2 separate regions of the Oryzias latipes genome follow, and region 2 is linked to region 1. The links are chromatin contacts, called in public Hi-C maps. All regions are on one chromosome and are shown on one strand. Each heading gives the region's core, a stretch centred on a gene start, on an enhancer-like site or on the middle of the called end of the contact. The rest is flanking DNA. Distances are from core to core; before and after follow the strand shown.

Region 1 (4,313 bases), core at 1,121-3,620:
ACAATGACCACAGTATTTCTCTCACGTCATTTACTTCAGGTTAATGCCTTAACTGTTTCTTATAACTTATAACTGCTTTCAGCCCTTTAACTGCAGGAAACGCAACACAGATGTCCCCATTGGCTCTGTTCTATGTGGATCTTAAAGAAAACATGGAGGATAAAAGATCTTTAATAAGAGTGCTTTCATGTGACGGTCGCTTCATTGGAGGCATTTTGACAAGTCAAAAGTTTTTTGTTGTTGTTTGGAATAATCACATTGGAATATTGTGGAATTCGATCAACAATATTATTTTGTCTTGAATGATTAAAACTAAAAGCTATTCTCTAACTACGGCGAGCAGGACACTTATGTTTAGAATGGACCGGACCTCTGAACTCATGGACTTCTGCTTCACTCCAGTGAAAATGCTGTTTTTAACATGACAGAAGCGTTTTTGCGACGGCTCACATAGAGGCTCACCTCCTGCCTCGGGTCCTCAGCAAACCTTTGAATGACGTACTTCAGCTCCCTGAAACAGAGACAGGAGCGTTAAATCAGTTTGATGCCTCCTCCTCCTCTTCCTCTTCCTCCAGGAGCGAGCAGATGACTGCAGGACTTACTTGGTGAATTTGGCGTGTGCCAGAGCTCTGCAGGGAGGAAACAAACACATATGTGAGAAACAGCATGTTAACATGCTTAAGATCAGGGGTTCTATCAGATTTAACAGTTTGAGAACAATCCCATACATGAACTCCAACTACAAACCCCTTTAATAGTAAATGGCGTATACTTATATAGCGCTTTTCTACCTACAAGGCCCAAAGCGCTTTACAGTCACACACACATTCACACACTGGCGGCTTCCTCTGACAGAACCGCCAATGTCTGAACAACTCGATTAGGATCTGAGAGTCATATAAGCCTTTTTTTGGCCCTAAAAGAAACTTCTAGCACATTAAATACATTAAATTATGAAAAGTCTGAAATGCAAGGTTTCCTGGAAATCTCATATTAACTGTATTAAAAAACACAAATATCGCTATGCTGTGTGTAAAGGTAAATGGTTGTTAGATACCGGTGCATAATATTTATTATATAACTCCTTGATTACCCGACTTATTCTATTGAAATTTGGGGAAACACAATCAAAGCATTCAGAAAATCCATTCTCATTTTATAAAAGAAAAGCATCAAGAAGTAATGCACATATCTGCTCCATTAGTTTTAAATTTTAAGAAATCTCGAAATTCCCAGATTCAGTCCCAATGAGTATTTTAAAATTAATATATAAAGTGCATCATAAATGTTTACCGCATAGTATACTAAATTAATGTGAAAAAAAGAATACAATTTAAAAGAATTTGCAATTTTGAAAAACTTTAATATAAACTTTTGAGTCAACATACTCAAAAAAATTGTTAGAAATATTCCAAAAATATGAGCAATAAGAAATGTTTTGTTTATATTTTAGAGTTATGGTTTGTGTTAAAACTAAGGAAACTACATTTGTTGGTTTTCGCCATCTTTTGAAAGTATATATTTTTTTGTTTATTGTTTTAAGAAGGTAAAATGAAGGTAAAATTTTTTGTAAAATACAAAAAAAAAAAGTGTAGAACACATGAACATTTTGTACGCAATCATCCCTTGGCTTAAACATTTTTGGAGTTGTATTCTTTCCTCCCGCATTTATTCCAATCAAAGAATTTATTTTCTCTTGTTGGAGTTGAGTTGTCTGCTGGAGTGGAACCCTGCAGCACCTTTTTGTTCCACGGGAACAGAAGGATGTCATCAGCAAACATGTTTAACTCATAAATGTCTTAGCACGTCCACAGTCCTCAATGCAAACCAAATGCAGCAAGTCAGCAGATTATTTTGTTCAATTTGATGTTAGGCCTTCATACTGCAGTGTTTAAGTTAGAGGCAAAAAAAAATAAGTATAAAATCTATTGAGGAACTACAGAAAGGTAGCTATAGAAAGCTTCAATGAGAAGATACATATTGTTCAGAAAAGTCCAAGGGAAGCATGTGTTTGAACTGCAGTGTTGGTTTGTTAACTTGACTCGAATATGGCAACAGTTTGATACAAAAGTGGAACTGAAATATTTCTTTCTGATGCTAAACTTGAACAAAAATGAACAAAAAAGCGCTGATGGACTTCCTCCAGTGGCTCTAAAAACCCAGTGAACTCATTGTAAACAGTAGCAGTCCTTCCGTGTAAGCGTGAGGCAGATTTCAGTATGCGCTCATATGACTCATTGTGTTTTCCATTACAGGGGGGGTAATTGTTGCCACTGTTAATGAAGCCCCAGGCCTGGGACAGACCTCGGCGGAGAAACAACAGAACGTTGGCCGGTCAACGCTAATGACGCTCTGAGAGGGCCAGCCAAAAACAACCCCGGGGCCGCTTCAATCAACAACAGCCGACTCTCAGGGGGGCAGGAAGGAGACGTGGTGATGTAGTTCACCTGCGTCAGCAGCAGGATCCCAACAGGGCGCCATCAGAACCATGGCTGCATCCTCTGAGACGCCGACAACAACACGATGGAAGGTTTGCTCAACGCTGTTCTGCTTCAACCAAAGATATGGATTCATAAAAGCGAATTCTGTCTGTTTTATTTTAATTCAATTCAATTTTATTTGTATAGCCCAAATTCACAACAACAATCGTCGAGTGACTTTAAAATATGTGGAAGAAGAGGTGGAGCTTGTGTTTGACCCCACCCCTCCCATAGCAGCTGTTGCAACACGGCTTTTAAAAACTTGGACAACATTTACCGACATTTAGCGATTTTTTTAAATATTAAACATAACTGTATTAGAACTTTGTTAAATCTGCCCCCACATATTGATCTGTCAGTTAGTGATTGATGGAGACTCGTTTAAAGACTGGCAGACCTGTACTTTGGTGTCAGTGTTTCTCAACATGAACCTGTAAAAAAAAAACCTTTTGACAGAACTGCTGTTTACATTCTTGTGTTTGCTTTGATGCTTCATTCTTCCTGATCTCGTATCCTGATACATTAGAAACTTCAACAATGCTCCTATTTACCAGGTAATAATATGTACAGCTGTGCAGGTTTTACTTGTTTTGTTACTCCGACAAAAGTGCGTCAGTAAAAACTTCAAAACATATCATTTTTTTGTGTAGTTCAAGTTGTAAACTGACCAATTAGATGCTCCAATAAAAGTCTGTATGTCTGCTGACCCCCACGTTCTATAAACCTTCAACAAATTTCCAGTGGTAGGGGTGTGGACTTCTGACAAGCTCACTAATGATTGGGGAGAGTGGTTTCCATAGAAACAGTGACTCAGAGTGACCAATCATTGCTTACTGACGTCATCTGTTTCCAATGTATGACGGCGTTCAGATCATAAGAAAATAGAAACTGAATTGACTTCATTTGGTTGGGGACGGAAGCAAACCATTTTCTATGAGAGACGTCACACTCGGTGGGTCCAGTTCTCACGTAAGGTCAATATATTCAACATTAGAGGCCTTTGGCTCACACTGCACTTCCACCGGAGGCCTCCAGGAGGAGCTCATGCTATGATGTCCAATGACGTTTCTTAAACATGTATGCCAACGAGACTTCTGCACATCAATACTCACTCTTTAGGGAAGGGTATGGGTTGCAGCAGGCTGGCCAGAGCCGGCCTCCAGTCGTCATAGTCTGACCTGCAACAACAACAGAGAATCAGAGTTTTGTTGCAACAATTGAACATAATAAAAGTTTTTTTTCAAAATCAATTTCTAAATCAAGCCTGTAAAGTGATCGCTGGACAAAGAATTAAATAATAACTAATTGAAGGATTTATTGAGTCAACAACCATCCTAATTGTTGGACAGAGCCCCCGTAAAGAGAGTTGACTCTTTAACTTTGGAACTTCAGCTCTAGTGTTAACGTCCTTTGAACTACCGTGACTGTTCGGCCGTTCACGCCTTTAATACAATTCCAGCGGATTCTGAAGCGAGGAAAAGCAGCCATGGGATGATGTGCAACACTTTACAGCAGTACAGAGTTATTAACGTCAACCAGCTGTTCCTGACATGCAGAAAAGCTGTTCGTCCGCGTCAGAATCGGTTGGAATGGCGTTCATTGCATAAATGGTTGAAGGTTTACGGAAGATCAAAGAAAATGTGTTTTTCTGCTGTCGCCGGTGACGGCTCAGGTGTTAAAGGGGTAAAAGAAAGACTGCCGCACAGGTGCCATGTTTGGGTTGTGGACTTTCCTACTTAATAGTCGCTCTTTGAAGCTTTCTTGCTACTACTGGCTAGCTTGGCGCAGCGTCACTATGAGATCTGGCACAGTGATGCAGGACGATTGGGGTCA
Region 2 (4,831 bases), core at 231-2,730, 34 kb after region 1:
TTGAAGATGTTAATTGCTGGATGCGTGTTTTTGCAGAGAAAACATGGAGATGGTCGCGCGTAAAACGCTTTCATGTTTTGTTTTGTTTTGTTTTTCTGAATTTCTCAGAGCCAGCCTGACGGGCCTCCACAGGTGAGCAGCCGAACTCCGCGCAGGAGGTCCTGATGCAGTCTTCCCGATCAGAGTCGCTCCCGCAGCTGCTCGGAGGCGCTCGGGCCTGTTTGTGTTGGCAGCATCAGCTGATCGGCAGGAGCCTGCAGGCCGCAGAGGAGCGCCCTCACATCACACCCTCTGACGCAGCCCGACACTCCGGAGCACACCGAGCCAGAGCCCCGGGATGGGGGGGGGGGGGGGGGGGGTGCCGGGGCTCGAACGGGCGGAGAGAAGGCGTAAATTACAATTAAAATGCGTCAGGAGGAGCCGCGCGTAATCCCGGAGGAGGACAGAAAACAAAACAGCCCGAAAAATGCGAGACAAAGCGCTCATTTTTATGCAGGCGCGCACAGATAGGGGGGGGGGGGGGGGGGGGGGACTCACTGTGGCAGAGCTGAGGCAGCTGTCCGTCAGCGTGAGGTGGTGCGGCTCCCATCTCCGCAGGAACTTGGACGTGAGGATCTTGCTGAGGAAGGTGCGCGGGTGCTTGAGCACGCACACCTGGATGTCGCCCTCGTGCAGCAGCTTGTAGCGCATCCCGCTGCTGCTGCAGTGGTGCAGGGGCCGCTTGCAGGGCCCCGCGCCCGGCTTGGCGTTGTTGTGGCCATCCGACATCTCCCCCAGCAGCGGCTTGCTCTCCTCGCACTGGTAGAACTGGTTGTTGTGCAGCTCCCCGCCGCCGTTCACATCCATCTCCCCTGATCCAGCAGACTTGGTCGTCCGAACGTTTGGAGCCGCCGGGGGGCTCAGGACTCCGCCATCGGGGGGCCCAGCCGAGAGAAAAACGAAAACCAGACACGGATAAGGTCGCGGGAGGGGGTGGGGGTACCTACCGACCCACCGCCACAACACTTCTTCAGTTAGTGCGGCGGGCCCACGCACAGCCGCGGGTTTCACAGCAGCAGATCCAGGCGCAGGGGGGTCTCTGTAAGCCCTTCACGATAATCCACCATTTCCGTCCGCGCACAAAGCCCGTGAACTGTCTCCACGGTGCGTCTTCACTCCCACCCACCCCCCCGAACCGTCAACGAGCGGCTCAGTGTGTTAGGGCCATGGCCTTATCCGATCCGTTCGCCCCTCCGGGGCCGAACGCGGTAATCCTCGGCGGGGGAGCGGCGCCGCGCGCGGGGGTCTCCTCGGGCGGCAGCTGTGCGGTCCCTCCGTGGGCTTTCGTGTCCGTTCGCTGCCTCGGTTTCGTTGAATTCGCCTTTCTGTCTCGGTGTGAAGAGGAGCGTGCACTCTCCGCTGCGCCGCGCCGATTGGCCGCTGCTCGTTCATGTGATCGCCGACTGACGTCAAAGAGGAGGCGAGCGGATGAGCCGCGTGTCTTTGTGCTCGAGTGTCTGCCGCGAGGACGCACGCTCACCCCCACCCCCCGCGTGCGCGAGGAAAAATGCAGGAGGAAGCACGAGCTCCTAGTGACTCCCCGCCTCTGACTAAAACAAGAAGAACAATAAAACAAAGAATTTTAAACGTTTTTACTGTAAAATTATAAAAATACAATAGTAAGAAATAAAATAAAGTAACGATCAATGATATTTAGTTATTATAAAGAGTCCAATATTTATGAAATATTTTACTAATTAATCTAAAACAATTACCTTTTTTTACTGTATGTAGTTTTTATTAGGATTCTGTTGAGGAATATTTTCTTATTCTACTTCATTAGAAATACTTCTATTTTAAAAACTATTGTTCCACATTAATGAAATCATTTATTCTTTTAATCTTTTCTTCGTTTAACATTATTTTTAATTTTATTTTCATTTTTATTTGATCATTCTTTAACCTTTTTTATAGTTTGTTTATATGAAAATGTGATATTTCACTGTTTCTTTAAGTTGCACTACTTTGCTTCTTTCAATTTTATTTCGATTTTTGTGTGTAAATCTTTCATTTTTTCCATTTTTTTCCAGGTTTTCTGAAGTATTTTCAGTCTTGATTTGCCTCTTTTCTTTAGTTCCCATTGATTTGTTTTGTACTTTTTTCCCTCATGGATGCACCGTCATCAAACGAGACATTTCTGCAGAAAAACAAACAACTTTAACCTGCACAGCTGCCATGTAACATCACTGCAACTGGATCAATGAGACAAAAGAAACAATAAAGTGAGTAATATTTGTTGTATAATTTTCCAGAACTCTTTTCTGTTGTGGAGGAGTAGCAGGAATCAGCTCCTGGACCTTTGGATCATGTTTGGCGACCTAGTATCAGAATCTTGTGGTGTTAGGAGCATAAGCACTTGTAGACGACCTCCTTCTTGATCGGGACATGCACGGCCGATAAACTTATTTGACCTTCTGTAGAAATCAGGGAGGTTCCTGTGGTGCAGAATGACGGGCCAGACTGGAGGAACAGCTTTTCCTGCGTTCATGGCAACTCAACTCATTCCATTCTATTTTTTTCCATTCGTATTTATTCAATTGTTTCTGTACATATTGGAGATTTTTGGTTAGACATGTGAGTTACAGTATTTTCTTTTTTTATTTTATTCCATTTTATTTTCTTCACCACTCCACAATAAAAGGATTCTGATTCTGACCGGGATCAGCTGATGGGACGATATCTGCTGGTTTGTAGCGTTCAGAGCCTCAAGTCCAAATCAAAGCTTCAAAGCTTCATGATTTTGGGTTTTGTATTAAACACCTACACCAAAAATGGTGTCTTTGTTGTTTCTAACATGTTCTTCTGGTTTTTTCACATAATAGGGGACATTTATGAAATAAATTAAGCTCAAAATCGCGTTTCTTTTACTAATTGTTGTGAATCAGGAGCAGACTAAAAAATGCCGTTTGAAAGATCATTTTTGTGGCGTATTTGTAGAAAATACGCTGAGAGACTCCGAGCTCTCCGCTTCGCTTCATTCTGATGCATCATTGCAGACAAATGGATGCATCTACGTCTTTGTTTTGCTCATCTGAGCTGGAATCTGGCTCTAAACTTTACTACTCGCCATCGTAATGTTAGGTTGGGGTTGTGAGGGGCTGTAAGCTAGCGGGAGAGCATGTAAACTAAGAGCTCTCAGCAACGGGGAGCGAAAGGGGGGTGGGGTTTCTCCAGGCCAACAGTTCGGCCCTCAACTCAGAGGTGAATTTCTAATGAACAGAAACTTTGTACTACAAATTTTATTTCTTTATTTTGGCTAAAAACGGCATAAATCAAGTATAAGATCACTGGGAACGATTTTAGAACAGATCAAAAGTTGATCAGAGTGAGACATTAAAGTGAAATTTGAAAAGAACAAAAAAAGTGGACCCCAAACCAAATGCACCTTTAGGAGACCCTAAGTCAGAGCAGAAATCCATGTGAAGGAACCAAGAAGGCAACAATTTGTTTTATGAAGTAGAAGCTTTTTCAAAGTTTTCCAAACATCGCAGCTGGATGTGCCGAGATTCGTGCTTCAAAAAACATGTCAGGAACTCTGTTCTTCATCACGTCCCCTGATTATCCTTACAAAACCACAGAAACATTAACAACAGGGAGCCGGAAACATAGAAGAAGGAAGACTGGAGACAAATTACACGAGAAACACCAAAGAGGAGAAGATTAGGAGAGTAAAAACGTTCTAGAGGAAAAGAAACTGAAAAAAGCAAAACGATGACAAACAGTGAAGCAACTGAAATAATGCAATGTTCTGCCGTAAATGACGCAGAGCTGAACGAGTCGACTCGCTGAAACATGTCTGCTTTCCGGAGGGGCTTCAGCAGAGAAGCAAAGGGAAACCTGAGAGGTGCATCACTCCTGCACATCAGCGTCGAGGAAGCCGCGCTGTGAGAAACCCATTTTTTTTTAGGTGGAGATATTAAAGCGGACTTCTCCGCTTCCTCGCCATCCTTAGAGCTTCTACACCTTTCATTCAAACTTCCATCAGGAAAGAAAAAAATAAAACTGGGCACGGAAACAAGTATTTGTTGAAACCGCTACGCTGACCTCCGAGCTTCAAACACCCAGTAAACAAAGATAAACAAAACCAAAACAGGAGTTTGTGGATCGGCTGAAAGATCTCATCAAGCAGCAGATGATGATTCCATCTAAAGAAAATCAGGAAACAGACTGTTTAAATGGGAACGGGTTAGACATTTCTGCTGCTTCAGGACTCTTCAGAGGAGTTACTGACCAAAGGAACGACTCCAGAAAACACAGGAAGGCTGGAAGCAGAAGAATATGGAAAGAAGAGCAGGCCTCACTGAACTCAGTTCAGGTCAGAGCCCACGATTCAACAGTCAGACAGAGACTTTTGGAAGAAACTGGATCCACGGGAAAGTTTAAAGATAAAGATGATGCTGAGATACAAGAACATAAAGACGCACATTTGACAAGATCATCTCCGCCATAAAAAACAAAACAAAAGTATTCTGTGGATTTATGAGACAAAAACAGAACTTTCTGAAAAGTGTAAGACAGGACAGCATTTCAGAATAACAACAGACAAACACGGTGATGGTAGTGTGATGGTTTGTCATAACCGAAACCAAGAATTCAACTCTCTCTCAGTCTATTAATCCAACTGCATGGAGCTCCTGAAGCATTTGAATCAAAGTCTGGACTTGCTTTCATTTCAAGCATCATTTCTTGCTCTCCTGATACGTCTGAGTTTAAACAACTCTGAAAAAACACACAGACCAGACAAAACCTTCACTGACAAACGCCAGATGATGACGTTGCTGCTGCCAGGTCA

What was found. A called contact is a pair of places that touch in the nucleus more often than the background predicts.
Region 2: a contact with region 1 is called in a Hi-C map of gastrula embryo, with 1.7 times the contacts expected there. The contact joins the promoter of cmip here to the enhancer-like site in region 1. A contact is called at or near these places in 4 of 5 Hi-C or Micro-C datasets (embryo, fibroblasts and gastrula embryo).

The regions. Positions count from the first base shown.
Region 1 is chr6:26,231,106-26,235,418 of ASM223467v1, forward strand. It overlaps cmip (C-Maf-inducing protein), which reads right to left. Exons shown (of 21, transcript XM_023955992.1): 11 at 3,593-3,658; 12 at 603-629; 13 at 463-511. Among protein-coding and RNA genes, the nearest start is that of LOC101168458, 26 kb to the left of the region's middle. Within about 2 kb of position 2,371, at least 2 of the 8 cell types and tissues checked have an H3K27ac peak or open chromatin away from gene starts, as enhancers often do. A contact at or near this core is called in gastrula embryo, where this site is marked.
Region 2 is chr6:26,266,260-26,271,090 of ASM223467v1, forward strand. It overlaps cmip (C-Maf-inducing protein), which reads right to left and starts at 1,481. Exons shown (of 21, transcript XM_023955992.1): 1 at 538-1,481. The coding sequence starts at 846.